2 separate regions of the Pan troglodytes genome follow, and region 1 is linked to region 2. Evidence: chromatin contacts called from public Hi-C data. All regions are on one chromosome and are shown on one strand. Each heading gives the region's core, a stretch centred on a gene start, on an enhancer-like site or on the middle of the called end of the contact. The rest is flanking DNA. Distances are from core to core; before and after follow the strand shown.

The links. A called contact is a pair of places that touch in the nucleus more often than the background predicts.
Region 1: a contact with region 2 is called in a Hi-C map of stem cell-derived neural progenitor cells, with 5 times the contacts expected there. The contact joins the promoter of POLR3B here to the promoter of CKAP4 in region 2. A contact is called at or near these places in 1 of 7 Hi-C or Micro-C datasets (stem cell-derived neural progenitor cells) and 1 of 1 datasets of contacts at active chromatin or transcription factors (stem cell-derived excitatory neurons).

Annotation. Positions count from the first base shown.
Region 1 is chr10:113,170,973-113,174,390 of NHGRI_mPanTro3-v2.0_pri, forward strand. POLR3B (RNA polymerase III subunit B) reads left to right here and starts at 1,711. Exons shown (of 28, transcript XM_001161567.8): 1 at 1,711-1,963. The coding sequence starts at 1,892.
Region 2 is chr10:113,061,503-113,065,178 of NHGRI_mPanTro3-v2.0_pri, forward strand. CKAP4 (cytoskeleton associated protein 4) reads right to left here and starts at 2,081. Exons shown (of 2, transcript XM_016924097.4): 1 at 1,276-2,081. The coding sequence starts at 1,764. It overlaps LOC129136550 (a long non-coding RNA gene), which reads left to right and starts at 2,234. Exons shown (of 2, transcript XR_008538355.2): 1 at 2,234-2,672; 2 at 3,584-3,676.

The DNA of each region.
Region 1 (3,418 bases), core at 461-2,960, 110 kb after region 2:
AGGCGGATCACCTGAGGTCAGGAGTTTGAGCCCAACCTGGCCAATATGGCGAAACCCCGTCTCTACTAAAAATACAAAAATTACCCGAGTATGGTGGCACGCGCCTGTAATCCCAGCTACTCGGAAGGCTGAGGCAGGAGAATCGCTTGAACCTGGGAGGGTACAGTGAGCTAAGATTGCGCCACTGCACTCCATCCTGGACGAGAGAGTAAGACTCCATCCCCGCCCCCCGAAAAAAGCAAAATTTCAGCCCCAATTTACCAATCAGAAAGCTGAGATTAGTTTAACAAGCTCTCCAGGTGATTCTGATACACCCTAAAGTCGGAGAATCACCTTGATAATGGAAAGCAAAGAAGACTTTGGCACAGACAACCAACACACTTGAGCCAACCTTGAGATCCTCTGCCATCTATAAATCACTTTCACAGTCCCTTCTAGGCTAGATGCTAAATTGGTTGTAATCTGGTAATGCACAATGATGAGACACAAGTTGTATCTTGTCTCTATAATAAGTAAATTGTAAGAACTTCAAAGGCAGGGTTGATTCTACTTTTGGTGTTTTTTCCATTCTTCTCATATTTCAGATATCAGTGCAACACTTAGAAAATACAAGTACTGAAATTTAAGTAGCTCTTTAGTAAATAAGAATAATTAACCTGGTGCAAGGGTTCTACCTTTATGAGGGAGAAATTGGAAAGCATATATGTACTTACAAATTTTCATAACTTTTCTTATCGTTGTAAAATATACATAAAAATTAGCATTTTAACCCTTTAAAATGATGTACAGGTCAGCAGCATTAAATACATTCACACTGTTGTGCAACCATCACCATTCTCCATTTACAGAACTTTTGCATCTTCCCAAACCGAAACTCCGTACCCATTAATTGGTGCATTTTTGCCTTGTTTTTTCTAATAGGATTTCTCTTTCTGTTGATTTGCATGAGCTCATTTTAAATTAGAGAGACCAGCCCTTTGTCTTCTGCCAATTTATTTTTTATTAATTCTATTTGTTGGTGATTTTAAAAAATCTGTTCAGAAAATTAAAAATTTTCCGTGGAATCATAAAATCGTGTTTAGATTATAAAATCCTTTATGATTTGACTGTTGCCGTCTTGAAAGTCTTCATCATCTCAATGTTATGAATATCTGCACTTACATTTTCTTCTAAGTTTTTGTTAACATTTCAATATTTAACCCACAAAAGATTCACTTACATGTATTTTTTCCCCAAATGGGTAATCAGCTTTTCAAATATTATTTACTGGACAGGCCATCCTTCCCCTACTAACGTAAATGTCATCTTTTCATACTAAATTTCTCCATGCGCTGGGTATTTACTCCTACATCTTCCATCGAGTGCTTTTGAGAATTTTCAACACTCTTCCATTACACGCATGTACCATCATTTATTTAATCAATCTTCTATTAGTAGGCATTTGGGACGTTTCCTGCTCTTCCATACTAAACAATGCATAGAATTTTGGACTACATTAAATAATTCTGTGCCTCAGTGGTTCAAGTTGCGTAAATTATGCGTTTACACTTTTCTTCGGATTACTTTTAAAATGACAACCACTATGTTTTGCTGGTCTCAATTACCAGAGAATTGGCAAGAAACCTGACAGCTGGGGCTTAGGATTCCCTGCGCCAGACCTCCGAGCTACACCAGAGGGCGTACTTTCCTTACTAGGCCTCGGCCACATCCGGGTTCCACCGCAGATTCGGGCAGGGTGCAGGCGGAACCTTTCTACCGCGTCTCTAGCTAACACGCACGGCGGGGACAGTTTAGGCCTCCGCGCACCGTTCTCCGGGAGTCTTGCAGTTTGCTTGGTGCAGGGAAGGCGGGCGCGGAGGTTCTATCTGTTTCTTCCTCCTTCGTGAGCAGCATGGACGTGCTAGCGGAAGAGTTTGGGAACCTGACTCCGGAGCAGCTGGCGGCGCCGATCCCGACTGTAGAGGTCAGTGCCAGGCACGCAGGGAGCGTCAGGAACAAGGATGCGCCCTGAGGGGGCGTTGCCCGGAGTGCTCGGGCCGCCAAGGGGGCGGGCTGGCTGTTTGTGCGCATGCGCCGGGCTTCTGCGCATGCCCAGAGCGTCGCGCGTGCGAGTCTTTTTTCCAGAGCCGGCCTCCGCGTGCGCGAGTGAAGGCTGATACCAGAGGAGCTGTCAGCCGCTGCGGGGGCCGAGAAGCCCCGCTGCTGGCTCTCGGGTTGGAGCTCTTCCAGCATAGGTGTGCGTGGGGAGGACTGACCCTCGCACTTACTGTGGGGGACGTATTGCATGTTTGCAGTCTTACAGAGGACACTGGGGGCCAGGGAGCTCAGGCCATTTGCATGAGGCACCACAGCCGGCTGTGAGGGTAAAACCAGATCGTCTGAATTCCAAGCTAGTCATCTTTCCTTTTAACCTGAAGTTCCACTTCGGGTTGCAGGGGAATTTTAAACGCCCTGAATATTTACTAAAGAATTTGCCTGTGTGTTTTCTGGGGGAGAGACTCCACAGCTTTCATCAGCTTCTCGGAAGTTAAGGACAGCTGCCCCACAGCGAGCTGCCCAATGAAGTGCGGCTGTCGACATATTTTGTTATCTGATAAGGCACATATTGTAACCTCTCTGAGCCTCAAAATCTACACTGACGTGGAATAGGGAAGTGGAGACGTGGCCGGAGAAGATAGCAAAGGAGAGATTTCAGGGAGAGAGAACAGGATACTTGAAACCTCCTCGGCAAGACCATTGGATGTTTTTGAGGAAGGAAAGTAAATCCAGTAGTATTAAGAGTGAAGAAAAATAGAGGAGAAGAGATAAAAGACAGGGTTAAGTAAGGGTCTTGATTATGAAAAGTTTCAGTAAACATCTGACAGAGATTGGACTTTGTCTTGGAGCAGAGCTTTTGAAGGGTTTAAGCAGGAAAGTGACATGATCAGTAAGTCTATCGGATTATAAGAACCTCCTTGGCTAGGCGTGGTGGCCTATAATACCAGTAGTTTGGGAGGCCAAGGCGGGCGGATCACTTGGGCTCAAGAGTTTGAGAACAGCTTGGGCGACATGGCAAAACCCTATTTCTACAAATAATACAAAAATTAGCTGGGTGTGGTGGCGTGCACTTGTCCCAGCAACTCAGGAGGCTGAAGTGGAAGGATCACTTGAGCCTGGAAGGTCGAGGCTGCAGTGAGCCGTAATTGTGCTGCTGCACTCCAGCCTGGGTGACTGAGACCTTGTCTCAAGGAAAACAAAACAAAACCTCTTTATAATAGTTTGGCAAGTTAAGGAAGTTGAATTAGCAGTTCCATCAGATTCAGTCTATAAGTGCATGCAATAGACTGCTGATCATCAGGCAAAACTATTTTTTTTTTTTTTTTTGAGACGGAGTCTAGCTCTGTCGCCCAGGCTGGAGTGCAGTGGTGTAATCTCGGCT
Region 2 (3,676 bases), core at 831-3,330:
TGGTATGGAAAAACCACAGAAGGGTGGAAGCTAAGCACCTTCGCCTTGAGAGTTGGGTCCATCCATACCTGAAATGGACCCCTGTGGACCCTTAACGAACAGGGCAGTGGCCTAGACATTCTCATGTGTCTGCCACTCACCAGCTGGGGACTTTGTCAACTCATTCCTCTGTCTAAACCTCAATGTTCTGCTCTGGGAAATGAAATCAAAACTGTTAGTCCTCCCTCCCAGGGTAGTTATAAGAATTAGATAATATGTGAGTGAGTAAGCATTCTAAACACCATATAAATGTGGCTAGAAGTATTATTCACCAGTACGATCTAGTATTTTTGGCCCTCCTCTTCCCCTAAAGCGGAAGTAGGGCCGGGCGCAGTGGCTCACGCCTGTAATCCCAGCACTTTGGGAGGCCGAGGCAGGCGGATCACTTGAGGTCGGAAGTTCGAGACCAGCCTGGCCAACACGGTGAAACTTTGTCTCTACTACTAATAAAAAATTAGCTGGGTATGGTGGCACATGTCTGTAATCCCAGCTACTCAGGAGGCTGAGGCAGGAGAATCGCTGGAACCTGGGAGGCAGAGGTTGCAGTGAGCTGAGATCGTACCACTGCACTCCAGCCTGGGCGACAGAGCCAGACTCTCTCTCAAAAGAAAACCCAAAAAAGCTGAAGTAGGACTACGTCAAAGGCCCACCTGGGCAGGCTGGTCCAATACAGGACAAGGACAAGGGACCTAAAGATAGATGGTATTTCATTTGGACCTGCAAATGAGTAAGAACGCCAGCTCCGGGTCTATTAAAAACCCCGCTCGGATGTCTCCCACAGGCAGAGCTGAGGTGGGGCCTTGCCTGAGGCTTCCAGGGATGCGCTGGCTTCCCTTCCAACCTCCTTTTCAGACAGCTCTGCCCATTCAGCGGTTCCTAATGTAGAAAGAATGGGCTCCCCGGAGCCTGCCGGCTTCCTTACAGGTCACCGCTAATGCCCTGTGACAGGCCCTTGGCCCACCCTGCCAGGCGGGCCTGGCCATCCTCGCGGCGGCCCATCCCTCGGGGCCGATTCCTCCGCAGCCATTAACAAAGGGGGTCTGGGGACTGCCTCGGAACTAGGGGGCCGCATGGAGTGGGATGTCTAGGCCAGGGCCCGCCAAGGAGCAGCGGCCGGCTCCCGCCTCCGGGCCTGGGCAGGCAGCGCTAGGGGCCGGTCGGGAAGCACGAAGGAGCCCGGCCGTGGGTCCGGAGGCCGCAGTCGATGGGGACAGTTGGGGGGCCGGGGGTACCCACCTTCTGCTCCACGCCCTGCAAGCCCTGGCCCAGCTCCTCCCTCTGCCGGGAGAAGTCCTGGTGGCTGCGCCGGACCTGCTGGACCTCCTCCAGGACGTGGTGGACGCACCAGCCCGAGAAAGCGGCCGCCGCCACCAGGGCGAGGTAGAAGAGAAAGTTGAGCGCCCTGCCGAGCCTGCGCGAGCAGGACGCCGAGGACGAGGCGGCGGCGGCGGCGGCGGCGGCGGAGGCGGAGGAGGAGGAGGAGGAGGAGGACTTGCCGCCGCCGCCGCCGCCGCCGCCGCGGTGGCCGCCCTTGCCGTGCGCCTGGTTCTGCGGGTGCTGCTGCGGGTGCTGCTGCGGGTGCGGCGCGGGCGGCGGCGGCTGCTGCGGCGCCGGCGGCGGCTTCTTCGCCACGTCATCCGCGCCGCCCGACGGGTGGGCACCCTTCTCCGAGGGGCTCGCGGCGCCGTGGCCGCCCTTGGAGCCCCTTTGTTTGGCCGAGGGCATGGCGGGCGCGGCGGCGGCTCGGGCCGCGGGCTGGGAGGCGAGCGAGCGCGGCGCGCGGCCCGGGAAACTTGCAGGGGCTCCCCCGGGACTGGGCGAGCGGCACGCGGGCGCTGCTGGCGTCGGAGCGGCGAGAGGACGCGCGACCGGGGAAGGAGGCCGGGCCGAGGAGGCGGGAGGAGGGGGCCTGCCTCCGCCGCCGCGGCGCCGACCCCGCCTCCCGGTAAGGGAGGCCGAGCGAGCCGAGCCGGGAGAGCTTGCCACGCACGCCGGCCCGGCGGCCCCTCCTCCCCGCCGCCACGACCCCGGAGAGGGAGGGCCGGGCGGGGTCTACGGGGGCCGGGAAGCCGGCGCGGGGGTGGCTGGGCGCGGGGCGGGGTCCCGGCGGGGTCTGCGGAGGCCGCGGTGGGCACCGAGGTGGCCGCGAGGGGAGGGGAGAAGAGCGGAGCGGAGGGGAGGGGACGCGGCCGAGGTGGGGCTGGCGGCCCGGCGGGTTCCACGCAGGCTGGGGGCGGAGGGCCAGATCGACCCCAGCCGGGGCGGCCGAGCAGGGTCGACGGGGGTCGGGGATGGGCGGCCAGGCGGGGTAGGAGGGACGAAAGCCGGAGTGAACCTGCGCCGCGGGCCAAGCGCGACCCCCGCCCTTCCCGACCTGTGCGGAGAGGAGAGAAATGAAGGGGGGCGCCCAAGGAGCCCTGGCCCCGGGAGTGGGAGTCAGCGGGTGGGAAGAGATCGCCCTTCCTTTCCGCTGGGAATTGGGGGAATCCCCCTGCTTTCACTCTCCCAGCCCGCCATGGGGTTGGGCCTTGTCCTTTGCCTTGGGTTTGAAGGCGGAGACACAAAAGGCTGTCCAAAATCCAGCCAGCTTGGGAGGCATGGTTGATGCGAGTTAGCAAAGATTCTCGACTGCGGTAAGTCTGTTCAAGGGGACGCATTCACCAAGTGTCCCCGTTAGCCAAGTTAGCCTGCTGTGGCCAGCTCTTTACTTTTTCCCCCCGAAGCCCCTTCAGCTCTGTTTTCTCTTTCGGGGTCATGAAGTTTGTCCACGGCCCCTACTCCTGACAGCCTCTGGGATGGGTGCTGCGGAGGCAGCAGCAGCCACACAGAAAGAGGCAGATCAGGGTTGTCACCCCTACTTTTGTAAAAGGAAATCTAGTATTGCCAGGCTGTGTGCTTAGCGACTCACATATGTTCTCGAAATCTCACAAAAGCCCTGTGAGGTAGAAATTATTTTACCCATTTTATAGGAAGGAAATTGAGACTGAGCGAGCCGGCTTCGGATTGGCTCAAGGTCACATATAGTCATCATTCGAACCTCACTCAGTCTGCTTCTTTCTGAAGTCTGTGCAGCTTAATCACTTCAGAATGGGAAGGAAACGGGGGCCCAGGGAAGTTAAGCAACTTGCCCACTCACTCAGTCTAATTGGTGCCAGGGCAGGGACAGAACTCACTCAATTCCACTGCTTTCCCCAGTTCCTGGTGAGTGAGGTGTGCCTGGCACTGTGTGCACCTGGCACTGTGTGTAGTAGGAATGCTGTTTCTTCTGTCTGTAACCTCCTCCCAGTTCTGTAAACAAAGACAAAACCATGCCCTGCCCTTAAAGCCTATAGGGTTCAAATGCCACCTCTTTGATGATGCTTTCTCTATAACACCATTTGATACCTCTCATGGGACTTAGCAAGTAATTGCAACGAGAGGCATATATGTTAGTTCAATATAGCAAACCTTTGTTGAGGGCCCACTGTGTGCCAGGTATGTCTCCCCTCCCTGAGGACTGGAAGAAACCATAGTTTATATTTCTCTTTCTTTCTCGCTTTATAAGGTGTTGCTAAAAGCCTCTAGTGAATGAATGAACACTTGTATGCCTGCCCTCAAGGAGCCTGCACTACGCTTGGAGATATATACAGAAACCTGT